2 separate regions of the Capra hircus genome follow, and region 2 is linked to region 1. Evidence: chromatin contacts called from public Hi-C data. All regions are on one chromosome and are shown on one strand. The core of a region is the stretch at or near the end of the contact, and the rest is flanking DNA. Distances in the headings are between cores, read along the strand shown. Region 1 has its middle 16 kb from the start of PDE6H. Region 2 overlaps ARHGDIB (rho GDP-dissociation inhibitor 2).

Evidence for each region. Hi-C and Micro-C count contacts between places; a contact is called where the count stands out from the background.
Region 2: a contact with region 1 is called in a Hi-C map of blood, with 2.6 times the contacts expected there. The contact joins two enhancer-like sites. A contact is called at or near these places in 2 of 5 Hi-C or Micro-C datasets (both in blood).

The regions. Positions count from the first base shown.
Region 1 is chr5:93,512,174-93,518,967 of ARS1.2, forward strand. No RefSeq gene overlaps it. Among named protein-coding and RNA genes, the nearest start is that of PDE6H, 16 kb to the right of the region's middle. Within about 2 kb of position 2,593, at least 2 of the 5 cell types and tissues checked have an H3K27ac peak or open chromatin away from gene starts, as enhancers often do.
Region 2 is chr5:93,549,985-93,556,778 of ARS1.2, forward strand. ARHGDIB (rho GDP-dissociation inhibitor 2) reads left to right here. Exons shown (of 6, transcript XM_018048439.1): 2 at 5,054-5,237; 3 at 5,912-5,995. The coding sequence starts at 5,060. Among named protein-coding and RNA genes, the nearest start is that of ARHGDIB, 9.6 kb to the left of the region's middle. Within about 2 kb of position 2,902, at least 1 of the 5 cell types and tissues checked has an H3K27ac peak or open chromatin away from gene starts, as enhancers often do.

The sequences.
Region 1 (6,794 bases), core at 1,343-3,842:
AATCACTAATTTTTGTGAAGTCGCTCAGCCGTGCCCAGCTCTTTGCAATCCCATGGACTGTAGCCCACCAGACTCCTCCATCCATGGAATTTTCCAGGCAAAAAAAAACTACAATGAAGTATCACCTCACACTGGTCAGAATGGCCATCATGAGAAAGTCTACAAATAATATTAATAAATACTGAGGGGCAGTGAAGAAAAAGGAAACCTCCTACACTGTCGGTGGAAATGTAAATTGGTGCAGCCACTATGGAGAACAGTATGGAGGTTCCTTTAAAAAGTAAAAATAGAGTTAACAGATGATTCCTATAATGCCACTCCTGGGCATATATCCAGGGAAATCTATAATTCAAAAAGATACATGCAGCCCAATGTTTGTTGCAGGACAATAGCCAAAACATGAAAGCAACCTAAATATCCATCAACAGAAAAGTGGGTAAGGAAGATGTGGTACATATATAAATGGAATATTACTCAGTCATAAATTCCCCTTTCCTTAAAGACAAGAGTCACATTGGATATGGACATAGAGCAGTGCGTGGAAACAAGACATATGTTGAATTTATGTTCACTTGAGAAATGGCAACCCACTCCAGTGTTCTTGTCTGGAGAATCCCAGGGATGGGGGAGCCTGGTGGGCTGCCGTCTCTGGGGTCGCACAGAGTCGGACACTACTGAAGAGACTTGGCAGCAGTATGGTCTTTAGTTCCCCCTGGTGGCTCAGACGGTAAAGTGTCTGCCTACACTGAGAGAGACCCGGGTTCGATCCCTGAGTCGGGAAGATCCACTAGAGAAGGAAATGGCAATCCACTTCAGTACTATTGCCTGGAAAATCCCATGGACAGAGGAGCCTGGTAGGCTACAGTCCACGGGGTTGCAAAGAGTCGGAAACAACTGAGCGACTTTGCTTATTTTGTATACTCTCAATGTTTATGTTCGCTTGTATACTCTTTTAATGTTTATGTTGTGGGTAGACAAATACGTACATGATAAATATGAATAAGACTTCCCTGGTGGCTCAGACGGTAAAGTGTCTGCCTACAATGCGGGAGACCCAGGTTCAACCCCGGGGTGGGGAAGATCTCTCGGAGAAGAAAATGGCACCCCACTCCAGTACTCTTGCCTGGAAAATCCCATGGACGGAGGAGCCTGGTAAGCTACAGTCCATGGGGTCGCAAAAAGTCGGACACAACTTCATTTCACCGCACTTCAAATATGAATAGCCAAGAAGCCTAACAGTTCAAACTGGTCAATAGAAAGGGACAAATTCAGAATCAGCCCCATGGATTCAGACTCTTGTTAAATAAGGTCTTCACAGTGCTCATGAAGTGCTCATTCATGACAGCAGGTGGCAGCACTGCATGCGATTTAGTTTAGGGGGCCCTGGAGGAACGTGAAAGTTGTTAACCATTCAATGCAAAAAGCTGGAAAGAGGCTCAGTGACTTAGGACTTCTGGCCATAAAGAGAAACGGTTTGTTCATGTTTGAAATATGCCTAGATTTATTACTTGGTTTTTAGCATTTTATACTTGTCAATTATTTAATGCAATATCCTTGCTTTAATTCTCACACACTGAGCCCAAAGAAGACAAGTGAATTCCTGATCACTTAGCAGGCTCTGCGCAGCACCGCCAGGCAGAGCCCAGGCCTCCTGGCTGTTTTGCCCCAAGGAGATGGTGTGACCGATGTGGAGAATCTTCCCCATGATTCACACTTGTAAATTTCAGTTTTCAGCAGTCTGACTCCGCCATGGTGATGTTAGAAATCAAGCAGCTCATTTCCAGTTGCAAAAAGCACAAGCGAGTTTACACAAACATGCTGTTTCTGTGGCCTGTGTAACCCTTCCCTTCTAGCCATCTATAAAACATAAGCCCTCCTCTGCTTCTCTCTTTTAAATAATTCAGTGTCATATTTGCTTAGTTCTCATAATATTGGTTTTGATGTTGTTCAGTCTTGTGTGATCATTTTCCCTCTTGCACTGAATATTGGGCTTACTGATTATTCTTGTCTGTGTATCTTTTCCCTTCACATCTCTAGTTGTTGAGAAAACGCTCTCCTTTCCTCAGTTTACAGTGCTGCTTGATTTTTTTTCAGAGTCAAGGTCAACAGCACCATAGCAATTGTCTGATAGCAACTGTGTCTGTTTGCCTCAGGCATGCATACCAGAGGAGCATTTTTGCTCCTTATATGCTATTTTCTGCTCTAACTGTGATGCTCGGAACTCTGGAATAGGGATTGGTGCCTACCTCACCAGCCCCATCACCCCCAACTTCTTCCCAAGGATACCGACAAACACGAAAGAGATGGAGGATAAGTGAGGTTCACTGCCGCCACCTGTCCAGAAAAAGCTCTTTATGTCCCTGGTCCACCTACTCCTGTCAGAGGAGGCAGACAAGGACAGGGAGTGACAGAGGCTAAGGACGGAGAGTGGCCTCGCAAGGCCCCGGCAAGAGGTCAGCCCTAGGAATAATGGTGCCGGTTTGGCTCTGGCTTCTTGGAATTTGTCCAGCACTTAGATTCTGAACTCTCTGACATTCTCTGCAGCTGGAGAAGCACTTAACTGGGTTAGGTGTGGAGGAGGGAGGCATTGTCTATTCTATTAGTCAACACAAGAGTCTGAGTCAGAACTCACACTATTAGGCCCTATTCTCTCACATTACGTATGTTACTAGAGGCAAATAAGGGCTTCCCAGAAGGAAATGGCAACCCGCTCCAGTGTTCTTGCCTGGAGAATCCCAGGGACGGGGGAGCCTGCTGGGCTGCCGTCTGTGAGGTCACACAGAGTCGGACACTGCTGAAGCGACTTAGCAGCAGCAGCAGCGGCTGGTGGCTCAGACAGTAAAGAATCTGCCTGCAATGTGGGAGACACAGGTTTAATTCCCTGGATCGGGAAGATCCTCTGAAGAAGGGAATGGCTCCCCACTCCAGTATTCTTGGAGAATTCCATGGACTCTGCAGCCTGGCAGACTACATACAGTCATGGGGTCGCAAAGCGTCAGACACGACTGAGTGACTAACACAGAGAACCACTTAAATCAGTCACTGGGTGGCAACATGTTCAGCATTAGCTAATTCCTAATGTTTAAAATGTAGTCTGGGGCCACATCAGGGTGCAAACTGGTACAAATATAAGAACCACTGGGGAGGGACTTCCCTGGTGGTCCAGTGCTTAAGACTGCCCTCCTGCTGCAGGAGGCATGGGTTTGATCACTGATCGGGGATTAAGATCCTCCATGGTGAAAAATACCAACTAAAATAAAGTGTTTTAACAAAGAATTATTGGGGACTCTTGAAAAATACAGATTCTAAGATAGCTTCCTTAGAGATTCTTATTCAGAAAACCTGGAGTGGGGCTCAAATTTTGTGCATTTTAAGAAGAGATTCTCCACAGCTCTTATTTATCAACAAAACATAAAAGATTTTTTTAAATCCTCCAAATCCTAAAATTTGATGAGAATTTCTGCAGTGTTCTCTTTCATCTGTTGTGTTCTTCATATTTGACACTGTGCTTCCTCCACTTCCAAGGTTTACCTTTAGAATCACATTTGGAGGTTTCAAACGTATCCATGCTGTTTCCCACTTATAAGTAAACATCAGTGGCTGACAAAGTGTCTGTTCTTCCATACTACTGCTATGCAGTACATTTCCAACTTGCCTCTTCACACTCACTTTCCACCCTTCTCCACCTGATCTTTGGTGTTGTAAGTGGACCCTACTGATCACATTGATAAGCTCCTTTGCTTCAGAGTTAGATTTATCCAATGGGAGGCATCAGGGCAAGAGTAGAGCACAGGAGAACAACGTTGGGGTGTTAATTAGCCTCACCCCTCCCCTCCTGACTGCCCATGTGATCAGGGTGGGTTGGCCGTATCTCACTACTGAAGACCACCTCCCTCTCACCAGGTGGGTGGTGGGTGGTGGTGGTTTCTTATGATTAGAGCTGACCTTAGGGTTCCTTCAGGTCTAGGTTGGTCATGTAGCCCCAAGTTACTCTACTACCTTCCGTAGATTCTGCTTAACCCTTCCCAAACCTTTGCAAATAGTCCCTTTGTTAAAAATTTCCTCACTCTGTCTTAATATGACATCTCCACTCCTGGGAGTTTGATAGGGACAATAATTTAGCTTTATCTCTTTCCTATGTGCTGTTTGTGCAATCAGGATTTTCTTGTTTCTTATTAAAATTCTAGAAAAGATAGATTTAGAATTTAGGAATAGAAAGAATGAAACTTTAGAGTTTGAAAGAGCTTTATGTCTATTCCACACCATGTTATGTAACAGGAACTAATGTAGTGTTGTAGGTAAATTATACTTCAAAGTCAAACAAACAAGAAAACAAATTCATAGAAAAAGAGAATAGATTTGTGGTTACCAAGAGGTGGGGTGTTGGGAGGAGAGGGAATTAGATGAAGACAGTCAAAAGATACAAAGTAACAGTTATAAGATAAATTAGTACTGTTGGTGTAACGTGTGCGCTTGTGTGCTGTCCCTTTGGTCATTTCTGACTTTTTGTGACCCCGTGGACTGTAGTCTGCCAGGACTCTCTGTCCATGGGATTCTCCAGGAAAGAATACTGGAGTGGGTTGCCAAGCCCTGGGGGAGCTTCCCAACCTGGGGATAGAACCCCTGTCTCCGGCATCTCCTGCACTGCAGGCGGATTCTTTACCCACGGAGCCAACGGAAGTCCAAAAATTGTATAACAGGCCCCAGAAAGATGATAAATATAGTTAATATTGCTATATGTTATATGTAAAAACTGTTGAGAGTAAATTCTAAACGTTCTGTCATATGAAAAACATTTTTTCCTATTTCTTTAATTTTGTACCTATAGAAAATGATGGATGTTCACTAAACTTATTGTGATAATTGTTTCATGACAAACTTAAGTCAAAATCATTATGCAGTACTCCTGAAATTTATATAGTGCTGTGTGTCAATTATATCTCAATAAAACTGGAAATACAAAATGAATTATATCTATTCTAACTTACCATTAATTACTAGAATCCTACAGGTGATCCTACAGGAAATGTTTGCACCATCCTGTTCACTGCAACTTTGTAAAAAAATTGCTGGGAATGGTCATTTTCTATTTCAGCCTAACTATTACACATTCTTCAACGGTTCTTCATGTAGGGTAGTTTCTAGATACTTCTCCATCGTGGCCCTTGGCTGTGTTCCTTTGGGTGAACTGTGTTGTGTCAAAGTTATGGCTTCACATTTAGAAAACATTTGCAAAGTAAGCTGAGTGTGGACAGGCTTCCAGCTGGAGAAGAGCACAGCATCCCTAAGTGAAAGGCACACCCTTCCACTGGGAAGAGCAAGTGCAGACTAAAGGTTCTGGCTGCCAACAAAGCAACTCCTCGAAAACAGGCGCAGGAGTGGAGGCAGGAGCTCCTGAGGGTGGTAAGGCATCCTTACCACTACTCACCTTGCAGGTCATAGTTTCGCTTTTAAATTTAGACCCTACTTTTTCTTCTATACTTTTTTATTTTCTACTAAGTGTGCTATGGCTTCCCTGGTGCCTCAGATGGTAAAGCATCTGCCTGCAATGCAGGAGACCTGGGTTTGATCCCTGGGTTGGGAAGATCTCCTGGAGAAGGAAATGGCAACCCACTCCAGTACCCTTGCCTGGAAAATCCCATGGACAGGGGAGCCTGGTAGGTTACAGTCCATGGGGTTGCAAAGAGTTGGACACAACTGAGCGACTTCACTTTCTTTCACTAAGTGCACTAGGGAAGAACAAATGTGACTCCATACTGGATCTGCTTCTTTCACTTTAACCTTTCTATTCTAGTGCTTTTGCTATAAGTTAATCACTAACGGGATGTTACCTATAACCTGAAGTATACATAGGGCTTCCCAGGTGGCTCGAAGGTAAAGAATCCATGTGCCAAAGCAGGACATGCAGGAGACTTGGGTTCTATCCTTGAGTGGGGAAGATCCCCTGGAAAAGGAAGTGGCAACCCACTCCAGTATTCTTGCCTAGAAAATTCCATGGACAAAGGAGCCTGGTGGGCTGTAGTCCATGGGGCTGCAAAGAACCGGACACACCAGAGCATGCACACATGCGAAGTATACATGACAGCCCATCTCCGGGAACCCTGGCTCCCATGTCTGAATGTTGGGGTAAAATACCTCTGTTTGAGCTCACTGGAAACATCCTGACCAGGCCCATTTATAAATGGCTGCAGGAAAGAAGAAATTAACAGTCCCCTTTGGATTATGACCAAAATCAGAAAATACTTGAAAAAAATTATCACCTTTTAAAATTTTACCTCCTCCTGCTGCTGCTGCTGCTGCTGCTGCTGCGTCACTTCAGTCATGTCCGACTCTGTGTGACCCCATAGATGGCAGCCCACCAGGCTCTCCCATCCCTGGGATTCTCGAGGCAAGAACACTGGAGTGGGTTGCCATTTCCTTCTCCAATGCATGAAAGTGAAAAGTGAAAGTGAAGTCGCTCAGTTGTGTCCGACTCTTCACCACCCCATGGACTGCAGCCCACCAGGCTCCTCCATCCATGGGATTTTCCAGGCAAGAGTACTGGAGTGGGTTGTCATTGCCTTCTCTTACCTCCTGACACCTCTCCTACTTTGTTCTATAAAATAAAATAACATCCAAACCTAAGCAACACAGTTCTTCAGGACTCTAGTCCACCATCTTCTAGGTCTGCTGGCTTTCCGAACAAAGTCACCATTCTTCCCCCAAATGACTCATCTCTTGATTTGTTGGACTGTCATGCAGTAAGTAGCATGAACTTGGTCTCAGCAACATGATGAATGAAAAAATGAAGTCAC
Region 2 (6,794 bases), core at 1,652-4,151, 38 kb after region 1:
AACTCTTCTCAATGTTGTGTAGCAGCCTAGATGGGAGAGGAGTTTGGGGTGGAATGGATACATGTATATGTATGACTGAGTCCCTTCACTGTTCACCTGAAACTATCATAACATTGTTAATTGGCTATACTCCAACACACACAAAAAAGCTGTTCTTTAGATGATGCAATTGGAGAGCAACCTGGCATTTCCCTAAAATTCCTACAAAATGGAAGGGTAAAAAGAGAAAAATGAGGGAGTTCCCCAGTGGTCCAGTGGCTAGGACTCTGTGGTTTCACTGCCATGGCCAGGGTTCAATTCCTGGTCAGGAAACCAAGATCCTGCAAGGCACATAGTGCAGCCAAAAAACAAACAAACAAACAACAAGAAAAACAAACAAAACACACACACACACAACACAAACAAAAAAGTTTTAAACTATTTTTAGAAGGAGAAAAATGATACTTGTAGTTAACTATACATACACAGTTAGCTTGGGAAACTGGTGTCAAGATATATTAACCAGTTGGGGCTTCAGGAGAATCTGAAATTCCCTGGAAATGAATTGTAAAATTGCAAATGCAGACTCTTTGGGGAATTCACATAAATAAAAAATATGAAACAATGAAACAGAGGCAGATAGCCTTTTATACAGGTGAAATAAGGTAATTGAAGGACAACTGAGCTGACACCTGACTACAGGTAGCAACTTTAGAAAAGGAAGCACCTAGAGACGGTCTCCCCTAACCCGTCACCTCCCAAGATGAGGAAAGGAAGATCACAGTGGTTGGAACATTTGCTCACAGGGTCATAGCTAGTTAGTGACAAAGCCAGAATGAAAACTCATGCGTGATGAGGCCTAGTTCATTGAGGGGATAATTATCCAAAATCAAGTAGATTGACCCAGAACTCTTCCCAAACCACAGCTCTTCTACTGGACTATGGTTATGTTCCCTGAGATCCAGACGTTACTTGGTATCTCCTCCTGCCTCTGCAGGTCCAGGGTTTCAGGTTCACAGCCATGATCCTTGGCTTGAGGCTGAGTTGTGTCGTTAGTCTGGCCAGGCTTCAGAGAGAAGCAAAAAGTGAAAAAGAAAGTGAAGTCACTTAGTCGTATCCAACTCTTTGCAACCCAATAGACTATAGCCTACCATGCTCCTCCGTCCATGGGATTTTCCAGGCAAGAGTACTGGAGTGGGGTGCCATTTCCTTCTCCAGAGGGTTTCCCAATCCAGGGATCAAACCTGGGTCTCCCACATTGTAGGCAGATGCTTTACCATCTGAGCCACCAGGGAAGTCCATGTTTAACACTCAGTGCTTTGCTTCACTGCTTCCAAGCTATAGTTTCAAGTCATGTTCTTAGTCATGAACTCCAGTAGAGTCTATGAAGGACTTCAGGGCTCCGTGAATCCCTGTGCTGCTTGCACGATTTCATGGGCTTTTGGTTTTCTCCTTTTATAAAGACCATGACTCTTACTAGATTTTTAAAGAGACTTGCAATCTCCAGAAAGATTAAGAACCACCAATCAAACCAGCTGGGCATTTTTGGTACGGCTAGATTGCTCATCTCCCAACTTTTTCCACTTTGGAGAATAACTTAAACATCAGTATGTGCTAAAGAACAGTGTCTTGTAAATGCTAGATGCTCATCAAATATTTGTGACCTTCATTTTGCTTTCAGAAGGGCTTTCCCTGAGAAGTGCTTTCCCGTCCTTTCCTTATCATTTTATGACATTTTCACCTTTTTTCCTTTTTTCTAATCAGCTCTTCAGAGTGAACTGATTTGGAGTCATCTGACTTCATATCTCTTTTTCTTATGCTATATAATTAGACCAAATTATTTTCATGTGGTCCCAAATTTCCTCCTCTTGACTGCCACAATTTCATATCGTAATCCCACATTATTCTCTGCTCTTCAATTCTCTAGTTAGTTAGTTAGTTAGTTAAGTTGCTTGGTCAGTCATGTTTGACTCTGCAACCCCATGGACTGTAGCCCACCAGGCTCCTCCATCCATGGGATTCTCCAGGCAAGAATACTGGAGTGGGTTGCCATTTCTCTGCTTCACATTAAATAAATGTGTGGCTCATTTTCACTGAGCAATTATTATATCTGTTTAGATATAATAAAAATTTAGAAGTGACATGTCTCACCAATTAAAAAATCAGGATCTAGATGACAGATAAATTATGTTGCCAAGTATGACACTATTAAAAGTTAGAAAGTACTGTCCTAGACCAGATCTTTCTCTCTGTGTGTGTCTGTTTCCTTCTCCTTTCAAAATTGAGGTTTGAGGGTGCAGAATTACAATTTTCTGTGTGTGTGTTCAGTCACTCAGTCATGTCCAACTCTTTACGACCCCATGGACTATATCCTGCCCGACTCCTCTGTCCATGGAATTTTCCTAGGCAAGAATACTAGAGTGGGTTGTCATTTCCCTACAGATTATTAAAATCACCTTGAGCTAATTAGTGTCTGGATGTGATGTCATCCTCTCATAGTCAAACTCCAAGCACACGACTTGTGAGAACCAAGTAATACATTCCAGAAAGGCCTCTCTGCAGTGCTGAGATGTCCTCACATGGTGATAGCTTTGCTGATGCTCTGTCGGCAGTTTTTTTATGTGACCTCTACCCTGGGTATTTGGTCAGGGTTCTGGGTGTCACCAGAGGAGAACCTGTCTCATCTAATTAGTCTCATCTGCATTGTTCTTTATCTGTGGCTTAATGGTTGTCCTTAAACTACCCACAGCCGACAACCTCCACCCACTGCATCCTTCATCGTCTTTCCAGCCAGTTCATTCACTTTCCCTGAGTGTTGTTTGGAGTAGGACTTGAATTAGTCACTCTGTTTATTGTGCTGTTCTCTAGAGGCTCAGCTCTGAGTGGTGCTGGTTCTTCCGCAGAAGCAAGAGTTGCCATAGCAACAGGCCTACAGGCTTCCTTCCTGCACAGGAAGTGGGCCCAGCCTATGCAATACTGTTTGAAGAGTTGATCAAGGCTCCTAGTGTTCAGCTCGTTATTTTTCTGGAAGAGGATAAATGAGCCAAGAGATATCATTTCTTTTCCTTTCCTTTTTTTTCCTCTGTTAAAATTGCATTTGTTTGACTTCCAAATTATTTTTCTTCCCATTGCCAATAATAGCAACATTAAAAGTTGAAACCACAGCTGATTTTGGCCACAGATAGCTTCACTCTGAGAGGAACCTTATAGGACTTGGCAGGGTCGCATAAGATGAGATGTGATAGGTATTGTCTTAGAGTTCTACCGCTCCGGAATAGTAAAGACTTTACCCAAGGTAGGGAAGAGAGTTACCCTGGGAGCAGAATGAAAGGAAACCAGGAAATTATCTCCTTGTCTAAATATCTCCCTTTTTTCCCCAAATAGCTCCATTTCTGCGAATCCCAGGCCTGAAATTCTTCCTAGAGATTCCTTCCTCTTTATTAGGACAGGGCATCTCATTGAGATACATGAACTTGGGCAGTTCTCTTAAGCTCTGGGTTTTGAGTTTCTCAGTAATAAAACAAGGGGAGGGTATGGCTACCCACTCCAGTATTATGGCCTGAAGAATTCCATGGACAGAGGAGCCTGGTGGGCTACAGTCCACGGGGTCACAAAGAGTTGGGACACGACTGAGTGACTAGCAAGTTTTTTGACTATATCACCTCCACAGTTCATTTCAACTCTGAAAAGCTCGGACTATACATGCTTTAAGAAAAATAATTTTTAAATTTACAATCAGTCATTAACACTTAAGTGTAAATAATTGTATTAGATCTTCTCTTGATGTTTTAACACAAAACGAGTAAATGTAGACGATGTAGGAAGAAAACAGGGTATGCCCAGGTGAGGTCTTAGAGCATAAGGTCACAGGAGATCTGGAGAAGAGAAGGAGGTGCTAAAGGAGAAGTGGAGATGGATAGAAGGGTACTAAAGAGACAGTTGCAATTTGTCTAGAAGAAGTTGGAGTCCTTTATTATTTTGTGTTATTTCAAAAGAACAGAAGCTCATTAGATATAGAGCCTATTAACCCAATCAATGAGCACTTATAAAATGACAAGTATTCAAGTGTTTCAGGAGATTCAAGAGACTTTTTGGTGGTCCAGTGTCTAAGACTCTGTGCTCCCAGTGCAGGGGCCCTGGGTTTGATCCATGGTCAGGGAACTAGATCCCATATGATGCAATGAAGACCCAGGGCAGCCAAATAAATTTTTAAAGTGAGAGAGAAACCAAACCCACTAGCTGGCCTCAGGGAATTATTAGCAATGTTGGGAGCAGGGGGAGGACACTCAGGCAGATATCACAGGAGCCTCAAACTTCTCATGAGTTGCCTTTGAGCTCTTATAGGAGTTCAGGGAAAGATGCAATGAATGGGGAAAAACTAACTTGCTTTACCAAGTACTTGACACCATTATAACTGGGATTGCATTGATACATGCTGAGCACTTTGACACCTGCAAGACTGGCTGGGTTTGTAGGACTATGATCATTTCTATAACTCTCTGAACTGGGGCTGTTCGCTCATTGTTCAGGACAGCCTGTGCTATGCTGCTTCACTTGTTTTATACAATTCACAAGTGAGTTACTTACTGTCAGTTTCATTGAGTGAATAGGAGGGATTCATCACAGTATGAAAACATTCAAACATGTCACAGGAAAACCTGGAATGTGTTATAGTCTTATTTTGTGAAATAGAATGAGGCTGAATCAGAGGGAAGTCTCCTGGAAAATCATTGACAATTACAGAAGTTTATTAGGGCAAAAATAGCACTGAGAGTGGGCTTCCCTGGTGATTCAGTGGTAAAGAATCCATCTACCAGTGCAGGAGATGTGGGTTCAATCCCTGGGCCGGGAAGATCCCCTGGAGAAGGAAATGGCAACCCACTCCAATATTCTTGTCTGAGCAATCCCATGGACAGAGGAGCCTGGCAGGCTATAGTCCATGGCATCACAAAGAGTTGGACAGGACTTAGTGACTAAACAATGACAAGACTAAGAGCAGCCCCTCAAGCACAGCTCATATCCATGGACTTTTGGCCAACAGATCATCACTGTCTCTCTTTCTGTCTCCCTCTAGATCAAAATGACTGAAAAGGCCCCAGAACCACACGTGGAAGAGGATGACGATGAGCTGGATGGCAAGCTCAACTACAAACCCCCCCCACAAAAGTCCCTGAAGGAGCTTCAGGAGATGGACAAAGATGATGAAAGTCTAATTAAGTACAAGAAAACGCTCCTGGGGGATGGTCCTGTGGTAGCAGGTATGTGTATGTTAGGAGACAGAGTGGGGCAGGTCAAGGGGCATAGAAAAGGCAAACATTTGAGCTACTCAGGAGCAGGTACAAAGGAGAGGGTACCAAGTGCTTCTAAGCTTAAGGGAGTGAGCTGCAGTCTCCATGTGCCAGACCAAGTTATGGATGGATAATTAAGTTTTCTTTGGAGATAAGGTGTACGTTGCCTTGAAATAGACAAAAATAACACATAGGAAGGATTTACAAGGAGTTTCAGACTATTACTCAGAATTGGATTCTCTCCATGGTCTTTCATATTCTCTCTTCTCTTTCTCCTTCTCTCCTTCTCCTTACCTAACATCCATCATTTCCAATACACAACGGAAGAGTCAGACATGGCCCAAAGATATGGATGCACCCTGACCAACTGCAGAGTACCTTACCCATAGCCACTCAGGAAATGTTTGCTATTGATGAATAAGGTGGGCCTACAAGTACCTGAAGCAGAAATAACATCACAGGAAGATCCAAGGCCACTAAGACCAAGCCTGGTGAATCTGCCACTTCCATCCTTATGTCTCCTCTAGAGACAGAGATCCATTTTTCTTTTTCATCTTCTCTCTTTCCTACTTGAAATGTACACACACACACACTGTATGCATATACCTCTTCTCTGTGCTCACAGTGCCTTTTAATTTCTGCAGACCCAACAGCCCCCAATGTCACTGTCACCCGCCTGACCCTCGTTTGTGAAAGTGCCCCAGGACCAATCACCATGGACCTCACTGGTAAGTGGTCATAGCTCTTCTGTTTGATGGGGCCTCATGTCATCATGAGGACAAGAGCATGGTTTCTGTCCCTTGTCCCAGCCAAAAAAAAAAAAACCTAGTAAGGTAAACAGCTTCCCAAGTGACACAATGGTCAAGAATCCACCTGCCAATGCAGGAGACACAGGAGACTTGGGTTTGATCTTTGGGTTGGGAAGATCCTCTGGAGAAGGAAATGGCAACCCACTCCAGCATTCTTGCCTGGGAAATCCCATGGACAGGGGAGCCTGGTGAGCTACAGCTTATGGGATCACAGAGTCAGACACAACTGTACATGCAGGCACGCAGTAAGGTGATTGCTAGTAAGGTATGCTGGGACCAGATCACAAATCACTGTTTTCACAGTAGTTACCATGCTTAATAAGAAGCCCCAACCTCCATTTCTATTTAATTGAAAGGGGTCAAGCATAAGTACTAGATATGTCTACCTGTATTATATTTCTTTTAGATTTTTATCTCTCCATGGCATAGGAGAATTATTAATTGTGGAAAAAGACTGCTAATGAAAATATTAAGAAGCAAGTTGTAGGCTTCTGAAATGGTAATATTTTACCATTTCAGGGTTGGGAAGATCCCCTAGAGAAGGAAACGGTAACCCACTCTAGTATTCTTGCCTGGGAAATCTCATGGATGGAGGAGCCTGGCAGGCCACAGTCCATGGAATCACAGAGTCAGACATACCTGAGTGCACACACGCACACACAAACACACACACACACACTATAAAGATCAGAGAAAATATTGATCCTGCGTCAGCTAC